Regions from separate parts of the Bactrocera dorsalis genome. Here region 2 is linked to region 1. The links are chromatin contacts, called in public Hi-C maps. All regions are on one chromosome and are shown on one strand. The core of a region is the stretch at or near the end of the contact, and the rest is flanking DNA. Distances in the headings are between cores, read along the strand shown.

The links. Hi-C and Micro-C count contacts between places; a contact is called where the count stands out from the background.
Region 2: a Hi-C map of whole body shows a contact between it and region 1, with 8 times the contacts expected there. The contact joins the promoter of LOC105233348 here to the enhancer-like site in region 1. A contact is called at or near these places in 2 of 2 Hi-C or Micro-C datasets (both in whole body).

The regions. Positions count from the first base shown.
Region 1 is chr4:21,817,953-21,822,590 of ASM2337382v1, reverse strand. It overlaps LOC105233350 (spectrin beta chain), which reads right to left. Exons shown (of 9, transcript XM_029553434.2): 7 at 4,531-4,634; 8 at 4,304-4,470; 9 at 3,883-4,235. The coding sequence ends at 4,049. Among protein-coding and RNA genes, the nearest start is that of LOC105233350, 13 kb to the right of the region's middle. Within about 2 kb of position 2,735, the one cell type or tissue checked has open chromatin away from gene starts, as enhancers often do.
Region 2 is chr4:21,852,627-21,857,707 of ASM2337382v1, reverse strand. It overlaps LOC105233348 (adhesion G protein-coupled receptor A3), which reads left to right and starts at 1,644. Exons shown (of 4, transcript XM_011215413.4): 1 at 1,644-2,185; 2 at 2,251-2,469; 3 at 2,532-2,745; 4 at 3,366-5,081. The coding sequence starts at 1,971. The region is part of intron 1 of LOC125778503; the gene reads right to left.

The DNA.
Region 1 (4,638 bases), core at 1,486-3,985:
AATAGTTTTTAACAAAATTCTGAACCTTGAAGAAAGAATTCTAAATGTATTTTCAACTACGCCCCGCGCACGTGACAGTCGGTAGCCGTTGAGTCGCCTTCGTCGTTTAGGCATGAGAACGCATAGAAACGTACACCATACACCAACATCCACTAGCTGCTTAGAATGCGAAAATACGAAACTATGACTTTTATATTGTATATAAGAAGTAAAGGGCTAAGATCGAAAGCAATTTAGGAATTTTAGAGAAACATATTCTATATGTAAGTCATACTCTCACAGGCACTTATGTAAAGTTTGTTTGAAAAACTAAAATGATTATATGTGGTATATGGAAGTTGGGGTAGTATTGACCCGATTTTATCTATTTTTCTTAACACCACATACTACTAACAAGCCTTATACTAAACAACCAATCATATAGAGTCAGCCGGATGTTCGTGGACACAAAGGTATACTATTAAAACACGCTCTCATATTCATCGACGTAACTCTTATATTAGCCGATATATGTGGTACAAAGTCATCGAAAGTTCGAAAATCTTTATATTAAGTATATGGGAGTTAAGGGACGTATTGGCCCGATGCAACCCATTTTTGACATACAGACATATCATTGACGGAGAAAGATTATCCCTGAATATAAATAATATATCTCACACATTGACTGATATTTTCGATCAAACGGCAACTATAGGTACTGGGGTCCAAAAATTTTGTACCTGGGAGCTGGAACAGTTTTTATTGGATTTAGTCTATTTTTGGTCATAATTTGGCACACACTAAAGACATATTGCATTTTTATCCCATTATATTAATTGCTTCTTGATTTGTGTACTGGAAAGATAAAGAATCAAATGGAATTTAAAATTGTGGTAAAAGTGGGCGGTGCTAAGCCCATCGTCCGATTTTCACACTGACTCCATAGATCTCACTAATACCATCGCGGAGGTAATATTTAATGTGTTTGTCATATATAGTTTTAAATTTATTGCGCTTCTAGTTTTCAACAGTACCGTTATATGGGGAGTGAGTGGGGATACCTACTTTTTCAAATTTTTTTTGCTCACGGGTGCCCTTTGCTACTCCAAACCCCTATTCCAATTCTTAGTTATGGCACTTTATATTTTTCCGGTTAATGGCGTTTTGTGGCGTGGCAGTGCTTCGATTATGCTCATCTACGAACTCGTAATTTTTTTTATACAAAGGAGCCCACATACCAAGTTTCTTCTCAATTTTTACTTAAGTTACAGCTTGCACGGGCGGACAGACAGAGAAACACCCGGATTTCAACTTTTCTTGTCACACTGATTATATATATACATATGTATAAATATGTGTAGAGCCTTATATCTATCTCTCTTAGTTTTAGGTGATACGTACAAGGATCAAAACACGTCAAGCGACAAACACGAATATTAGCAGGTTATTAGGTGAGGGACCAGACGCACACCTCGTGTTATAAATATTTCGACAAAATTAATGTTTTTGTTAAAGTTATTGAAGGTTGAAATTTAGAGCATCTATATTTGCCCATACCTGCTGAGTAGTATTTTGCAGGTGTAGTAGGTCATATACCGTAGAGAGGGTGTTTCACACCTCCGACTTTGCTCGTCAGCATGGGTACCTCGATATCTTGGTTTAGGGGACTGTTGTTGCGGATGTTTAAACACTTCCAAAATAGGGGATTGACGTAAAGCCAAGAATTTATTCATCCACATACTCATTGTGGCAAATATAGGGGTTTCCTCTTAGCTAGTTAAAAAACGCGCTTACCCATTTGTCCATTTCCAGTTTACAGCGAGAAAACCAAAACTAATTGTGATTTGCGATAAATTGCCATGAATGCCGCTAAAAATTTACAGCTAAATTCCACAAATTTGCGACATTAAATGAATACCACTAATATAATATCTGAAACTGAAATAGAATATAGAGCCTGTGCAGAGGTTGTCGGGGCTATTAAGTTATGTTCGACGGATGCGCTTAATATGCTTCTGCACCAACTGCCCATAGGAGTTTTCATACGAAAAGTAGCCTCTAGACGTGAATTAAGAAGAGATAAAGTAGGGGAGGAGAATTAAACCTCAATCTATGCGGACGGTTCCAAAATGGCCTGCGGAGCAGAGACGGGGATATACTTCGAGGATATTGATATCTTTTTCTCCATCAGTCTACCAAACTCAACTAGGATCTTCGAAGCAGATATACCAGGCATAGAGAAGGCCGGGGGAGTTTTACTGATTAATTACGTTTAAGAAAATGCTACCAAATACACAGGCGACATAGGCGACATTGCTTGATCAACAAATATAGGAAGTCTTTAAGCTCATTCGCAAGTCATCTCTAATTGTAAATAATTTGGGTTTCCAATTTTAGGAAAAATAGTAAGCTATATTACCAAGGTCCTCAACCTATCGCTGACTACTCTTCAAATACCCGATATGTATGTACATATATGTATGGAAAGTCGGAAGAATGGTTCCACTTCTAAAACATGGGAAACCCTCCAACAAAGGGGAGTCCTATCGTCCGATAACTCTCCTCTTTCCAGTAGTGAAGACAATTGAGGCCTTGCTACAACCGACCTTCACTCACCACCTGAGCCTAGCCAATCACCGGCATGGATTTTTGGACTTGTCAAAAGCTTTTGACACTGTCAATCACGGAACCTAACACCTACCCCCATCACATCCACAGCGACCTGCGCCTGAGCCTAGCCAATCACCAGCATGGATTTCGAAAAGTGCACAGCACCACCACATCACTTAGCGTCATAAACGCTTAGATAGTTCGTGGTCTTAACCAGAAGCCAACCTGTGAGAGAACAATCCTCAGAACTTTGGATTTGTCAAAAGCTTTTGACACTGTCAATCACGGAACCTAACACCTACCCCCATCAAATCCACACCGACCATATTTACGAACTGGGCGAAGGAGTATAGACTTAACCTTAATATTGCAGTCGATGACATCAAGATTCCGACTGTTAATAATCCTAAGATTTTGGGTGTAACATTTGATAGTCTATGCCCCTTCACTCTTCATACGACCGCAATTATCGACAAGATACAGAGCCGCAACCAAATCCGCACATGAGGAAAAGACAAAGAAACGTTGTTGGCAACTTACAAGGCAATCGGCCGGCCGATCCTCAATTACACCGCACCAATATGGTGGCCTGGATGCAATGGTACGCAGATGAAGAAACTTCAGACCTGCCAGAACACTGCACTCCGGACCACGATAGGATGCCTCTTGATATCTCCCATCGATCATCTACATAGTGAGACGCTTTTGCTCCCAGTTAAGGAGCATAATGAACTCCTCTCCAAGCAGTTCCTGCTAGAATGTTTTCGCAGAAATCACCCCTGCAGCCACTTGATTGGAGCGGAACCGCCTCCTAGTAACATCAAGAGGTCTTTCCTTAATTACGTCGACGACATCGAGCAGTACGCTGACCAGACTTCGGACGCAACAAACTTCCGACAAGCACTGACCGCCATTCACAGCGGATCTATCAGCACCTTCACCGACTTCCTTTCAGAGAATGGCGTTCTTGGAGACAAATCACCACCCATTGCAGACGAAAAGCTCCAGTTGCCGCGAGAAACGCGAGTGACCCTTGCGCAGCTTCGTTCTGGATATTGCAGCTATTGATATACTTTCCATGTTCACGAATGCAGCTATCTCCCCCATACTTTGGAGTTCGCAGTAAATTTTTTAAAATCAGATTTGTTGTGAGTGTCTTGCAGTGATCTTGTGAGCAACCCTACTGCTATATGTTAAAAGAAACCTAATACTTACCGATCAAAGCAGGGTATGATCGCTTGGTTTTGGAAAGATATTGAAAATAGTCAAATTAATTTGAAATAAATTAAATATTGATCTTCCCCTATAAGAGTTTGAGGAATAAATGTTTTATTGAATACATTGAAATGCATACATGTTTTTAATAAATAAGATACATATACATATATTTAGCATATTTGTCGTGCAATTTTGTAAGCAAAATTTAATATTATTATTAATAATGAACGTCCTCACTTTATTTTTTTTTAAGAGTAAAGAAAGATCTGCGTTTTGGTTCATCCTTCTGAGAAGTAGCTGGTAATGTTTGCGATCTGCTTTCAGCAACGGTTGCTGAATCACTTTGGGCCTTTAGGGACGATACCCACTGAGACATTTCATCATCATCATGCGCTTGTAATAAAAATTCAGCGCCCCCAGAAAGCCTTAAAATACGAAAACAGATATTATGGAAAAACTGAATGTATTTCATTAAACCATTGCTTATACTTACTTTATTCTTAGGACATGCTTCTTTTTGGTATAATCGGTAGCAATTTGAATACCTGCACCTTGTAAATCATAACTGGGCTCTCCACGGAACGTCAATTCAGGATTACTTTTATAACCCTTTTGATCTTTGTAGAATGATAAATGCCCTACTTTTGCAACTACGTATACCTATAAAATAAAAATAATCCAGAAAATGCATCTTTATTTTTTTACAATAGCGAGTCATACCTTATCCCAAGACCTATTCGAAGCTTTTTTCGTAGTAGATTCCCATTCATGTTTTCTTGTGAGGTAACCTTCCTGTCCTTCACCAGCCGACAAAGTTGCATGTTCTGA
Region 2 (5,081 bases), core at 395-2,894, 36 kb before region 1:
ATTTTGATGTTTTCCAACCTATTAATATACGGCGGCGAAGAACTGATGTGTCAGCTTCTTTGTAGAATATCGTAGGTTGAAAGCATGCCCGACGATTGGAATTTAAGTGTGCTCTGCCCAAAAAGGAGACCCCACAATCTGCGCCAACTACCGTAGGATAAGCCTCGTCAACATCACATGTAATGTCCTATCGAGTTCACTGGGTGAAAGATTAAAGCCCACCGTCAACAAACTGATTGCACCTTATCAATGTGGCTTTAGGCCTGAAAATTCGACAACTGACCAGATATTCATCATGCATGAAATCTTGGAAAAGATCTGTGAAAAGAGAATCGACGCACACCCCCTCTTCGTCGATTTCAAAGCTGCTTTCGATGCCGTGTCTGAATTTAGTATCCCCGCAAAAGTAATACGGCTGTGTAAACTGACGTTGAGCAACACCAAAAGTTCCTTCAGGATCGGAAAGGACCGTTCGATACCAAACGAGGCTTCAGACAAGGCGACTCCTTTTCGTGTGACTTTTTCAATCTACTTCTGGAGAAAATAATTCGAGCTGCAGAACTTAATCGAGCAGGTATAATCTTTTATAAGAGTGTACAGCTGCTGGCGTATGCCGATGATATTGATATCATTGGCCTCAACACCGGCGCCGTTAGTTCTGCTTTCTCCAGATTGGATAATGAAGCAAGGCAAATGGGTTCGGTGGTGAACGAGGGCAAGATGAAGTATTTTCTGTCATCGAACAAACAGTCGTCGCGCACGCGTCTTAGCTCTCACGTCACTGTTAGAAGTCATAACTTCGAAGTCGTAGATAATTTCCTCTATACTGGTTCCAATATCAACACCGCCAACAATGTCAGCCTGGAAATCCAACGCAGAGGAACTCTTGCCAACAAATGCTACTTCGGACTTAGTAGGCAATTGAGAAGTAGAGTCCTCTCTCGACGAACAAAAACCATATTATATAAGTCACTCATTATTCCATGGACGATGACAACAACTGATAATTCGACGTTACGGGTTTTCGAGAGAAAGGTTTTACGAAAGATTTATGGTCCTTTGCGCGTTGGCTTCGGCGAATATCGCATTCGATGGAACGATGAGCTCTATGAGATATACGACGACATTGACATAGTTCACCGAATTAAAAGACAGCTCTGAAAGTATTCGATGCAGTACCCGCCGGGGGAAGCAGAGGAAGAGGAAGACCTCCACTCCGTTGGAAAGACCAGGTGGAGAAGTCCTGGCTTCGCTTGGAATCTCCAATTGCTGCCATTTTGCGAAAAGAAACAACTGGCGCGCTAATTCTAACTCGGCTATAACCACGTAAGCGGTGTCTACGCCAGTAAAGAGCAAGAATGTCAAATTAAGACATATTTATAGTACATAAATTAGTAAAGTAAAGTTTTTGCTTTTAATTTTATTCGTTTTGTGAACATATTTATTTTTTTTTTTAACAAATGACGGATTTCATTTTGTTTTGATTTAAAATTTTTCTTTCCTTTTGTCACAAGAAAATTTAATATTTTTTTAAAAAAGTTGGAAAATTGTTTACCCTAATTGAGCAAGTATAAAAATGATGTTACCGTTTGGCACACAGCCAAGGGTGTAATTTTTGTAAATTTGTTTGTTATGTGGTAACGTTTAGGATAACAAGAATATGCTTTGGAAACGGAACGGTTCACTGCGAGAGCGTTTTTGTTGATGTTTAAATTATTGGCTTTTCGCTTAAAAGATATTTTTGGAAATATTTGTTTTTACAAGTAACATATTTTAAAGTTATTTTGTTATGAATACTACAGATGACAAATAAATGTAAATTGACGTATTTTAATGGAAGAACACAGATCGGAAATTGTGTTTAATATATAAAAAATACATCTATCCATAAAGAGTTCTTCCAACATAGTAAAAGTGGTATTTTATTTTGGAATGTGTCTATAAATAAAAGTTTTAATAAAAATTTAAAAATGCGGGTGCAAAGTATTTACATTTGGTTTATAGTTTGGCCAATACACACGTTTTTGGCAAACATTGTAAATTCTTGTCCGGTTAGATGCCAGTGTAAAGCAGCCTCAGATAATAGCTCCAATGTACGAGTTAAGTGCGGTGGCATTACAGAGACACCTATCTCCAATTGGGAAAACCTAGACTTTTCTGAAATTGGACAACATTTGATTTCGCTGTAGGAAAATTTTGTTATATTTACCAAAAAAAAAAATGATTAATGGTTTCTAATATATTTTATAGTGACTTAAGCAATAATGCATTTACAAGCATCCAAAGTGACGATCTCAATAGTTTAACACAGCTGAAACGGTTAGATTTGTCTTCAAATCTGTTGAGAAAAATTGACAAAGACACATTTGGAGCATCACTAATTAATTTGGAACGTTTAAAACTGAGTAAAAATGCTATTAGACATATATTTTCTGGTTCCTTTGAATTTATGCAAAATTTGAAGTACCTGTAAGTATCGAAATTGAACGCTGTTTCCACCAAATTATGTTTAAATATATAATGATTTTCAGGGATATTTCAAATAATCCTCTAGTATGCAACTGTGATTTAGTTTGGCTCTTAGCGTGGACTACTGATCGCGTCATAAAAATGCAGCCTTCACCTAAGTGCGAATCACCTGTATATTTTAAAGATACTTTCTTGAAAAAACTAAGGGTTGGCGTGGATTTACATTGCGAATCTCCTTTACAAACATTTTTGGAACTAATACCATTAAAAAATCAGGTAAAATTAATATAAATATAAAGAATCTTATGCCCAGAGTAAAGTTAAATTTTGAAATGACCGCCAAGAGTTACCCTCAAGATAATTACATAAAATAAGTATATTAAAGTTATTTAGAAATTAGAATGTCCACCACAAATTTCACTATTTGGCATGTTTTACGATATATATGTATATCGTTAAGAAAAACATATTGAACGAGTAATATTAATATTTAACTAAGTTATACCATAGTCAAATTATATTTCCATACTATTGAAATTCAATCAAAAATTCGGTGGCAATCTACTTCACATGGTAAAAACACTTTTTTAGAAAACGGTGGAGTAGAAATGTTTCAGTTATACAAGAGAATTTAAACACGATACTTCACAAACGCTTGACTAATATATTATGTTAGTTTAACCATTATCATTTCAACCAACCAATCAAACATCTAAAGATCTGTTCAATCTAAGCTCGTTTCTTTATTTTCGCAACACTGAGATCAGCGGCTATAATACATGTAAATACGCATGCATTAACTACACATAATTAAATACAATCGCTACATCGCAATTTGAGTTAATTACATTAATTAAAAAAATATAACCAGTTAAATAATTTTCTTTGTATTCTAGATTGTTTTTGAAGGAGATCAACTAGTTCTAAAATGTCGCGCTCCCCGTGTTGCCATAGAGGTAGCTCGAGAATCAGAAGACATTCTTTCATCACGGGCCCATATCTTTTGGGGTTGGTCAGAAAAAGTTCGCCGCTCTAACTCAACTGATGATATAATTTACAACGACCCAGAGAAAGTTTTTACCGATGTTAATATCTCAACAAAGCACATCTCTGACTCTGGTATACTCAATTCTATCCTCAAAATTGAACAAATTTCTAAAAATCATTCTGGAATGTGGGATTGCACATTAAATTCACAACAGGCGAATTTATCTAAAGCAATTACAGTAGTTGTAATAGCAAAAGACACCACATACTGTAAAGCCACAATAGTTCGATCAAATAAGGGAACTTATTACTGGCCCCAAGCTATACGTGGAGAAACTGTTAGTCAGGGGTGTGCTGAAAATGAAGAGCTCATAGTCACATACAATTGCAATGCAATGGGAGAATGGGAAAACTTAGATACAAGTGTTTGCCCCTTCGTAAGTGAAACTACAAAAATTTTAGAGCATTTTTCAAAAATGAATTTTACAAAAAATAACGCATTCGAAATTGCTGAACGGCTACAAAATTTCACACACACTCAAATATATTTGAATAATATTAAGGATCCTGTGGATTTGGAATTCATTGCACGCACTTTGAAGAAATATTTGGACTACATATCGTATAAGCAAGATATGCCATTCTTATTACTAAGTATGGTATCAAACCTTTTATTGTTGCCAAAGCGTCTGTTTGAAGAAGCGCAAACCAAATTTGGAACATGTCTTAGTTTTTTGAATACGATCGAAACAGCATCATCGCATGTTCAGTCTTTACCACCCACTGATCAAGACATCAGAAATGACCAATTGTCTATTTCCAGAAATATTTTCGTGGACTTTTTCAACATTCATGTTGATTCATTTACTGGTATATCGTGCACATGGCTAAATAGTGTTAATAACTTAGAACATCGTAACTTTGAATGTAGCTCTTCTAATGACACCTTTCCTATGTTCGAGAGGTATATCGATGCTGCTATTCAGATTCCTGTAACTTCCTTGTTCGATAAAACTGAAAAATCAATTAGACTTATGGTTGCACTGTTTCGAAATGGAAATCTGTTTGGCCTTATGGACAAAAATAGTAATTTTCCAGAAGTACAACATTTACTGCTGACATCTGCAGTTATCGGAGCTAGAATATCAAAAGAGTCAATGGAGTCATTACCGTTAGTTGATATAAGTGATAAAATATTCATCATGTTACGAGTACATCCTTTTCATAATGAAAAAAGTTCGCCGATACCAGCGTGGTGGGATGATAATTTAAATATTTGGAATCCCCGGGAATGTCGAAAGTTGTATTTTCACCGTGGCCTATTGTTGTTCACTTGTAGTCGGTTGGGTTACTATGGGCTTCTGCAACGCCCTGAATACCTAAATGACTACATAACTGAAGGGTCAGGGGCTACTTTTAGATTCGCACCTGTAAGCGTATATATAGGAAGCGTAGTTGTTTTCTTATGTTCGTGGATTAATATAACTACTTTTGTAATTTTTCGCAAAGCAATTCGAATGAATCGTCAACAAAGGCACTCTCTGGTGAATATTTGGCTGTCAGTTTCATTTTTATCAGCCGTGTTTGTACTTGGAATATACCAAACAGAATATCCTCATATTTGC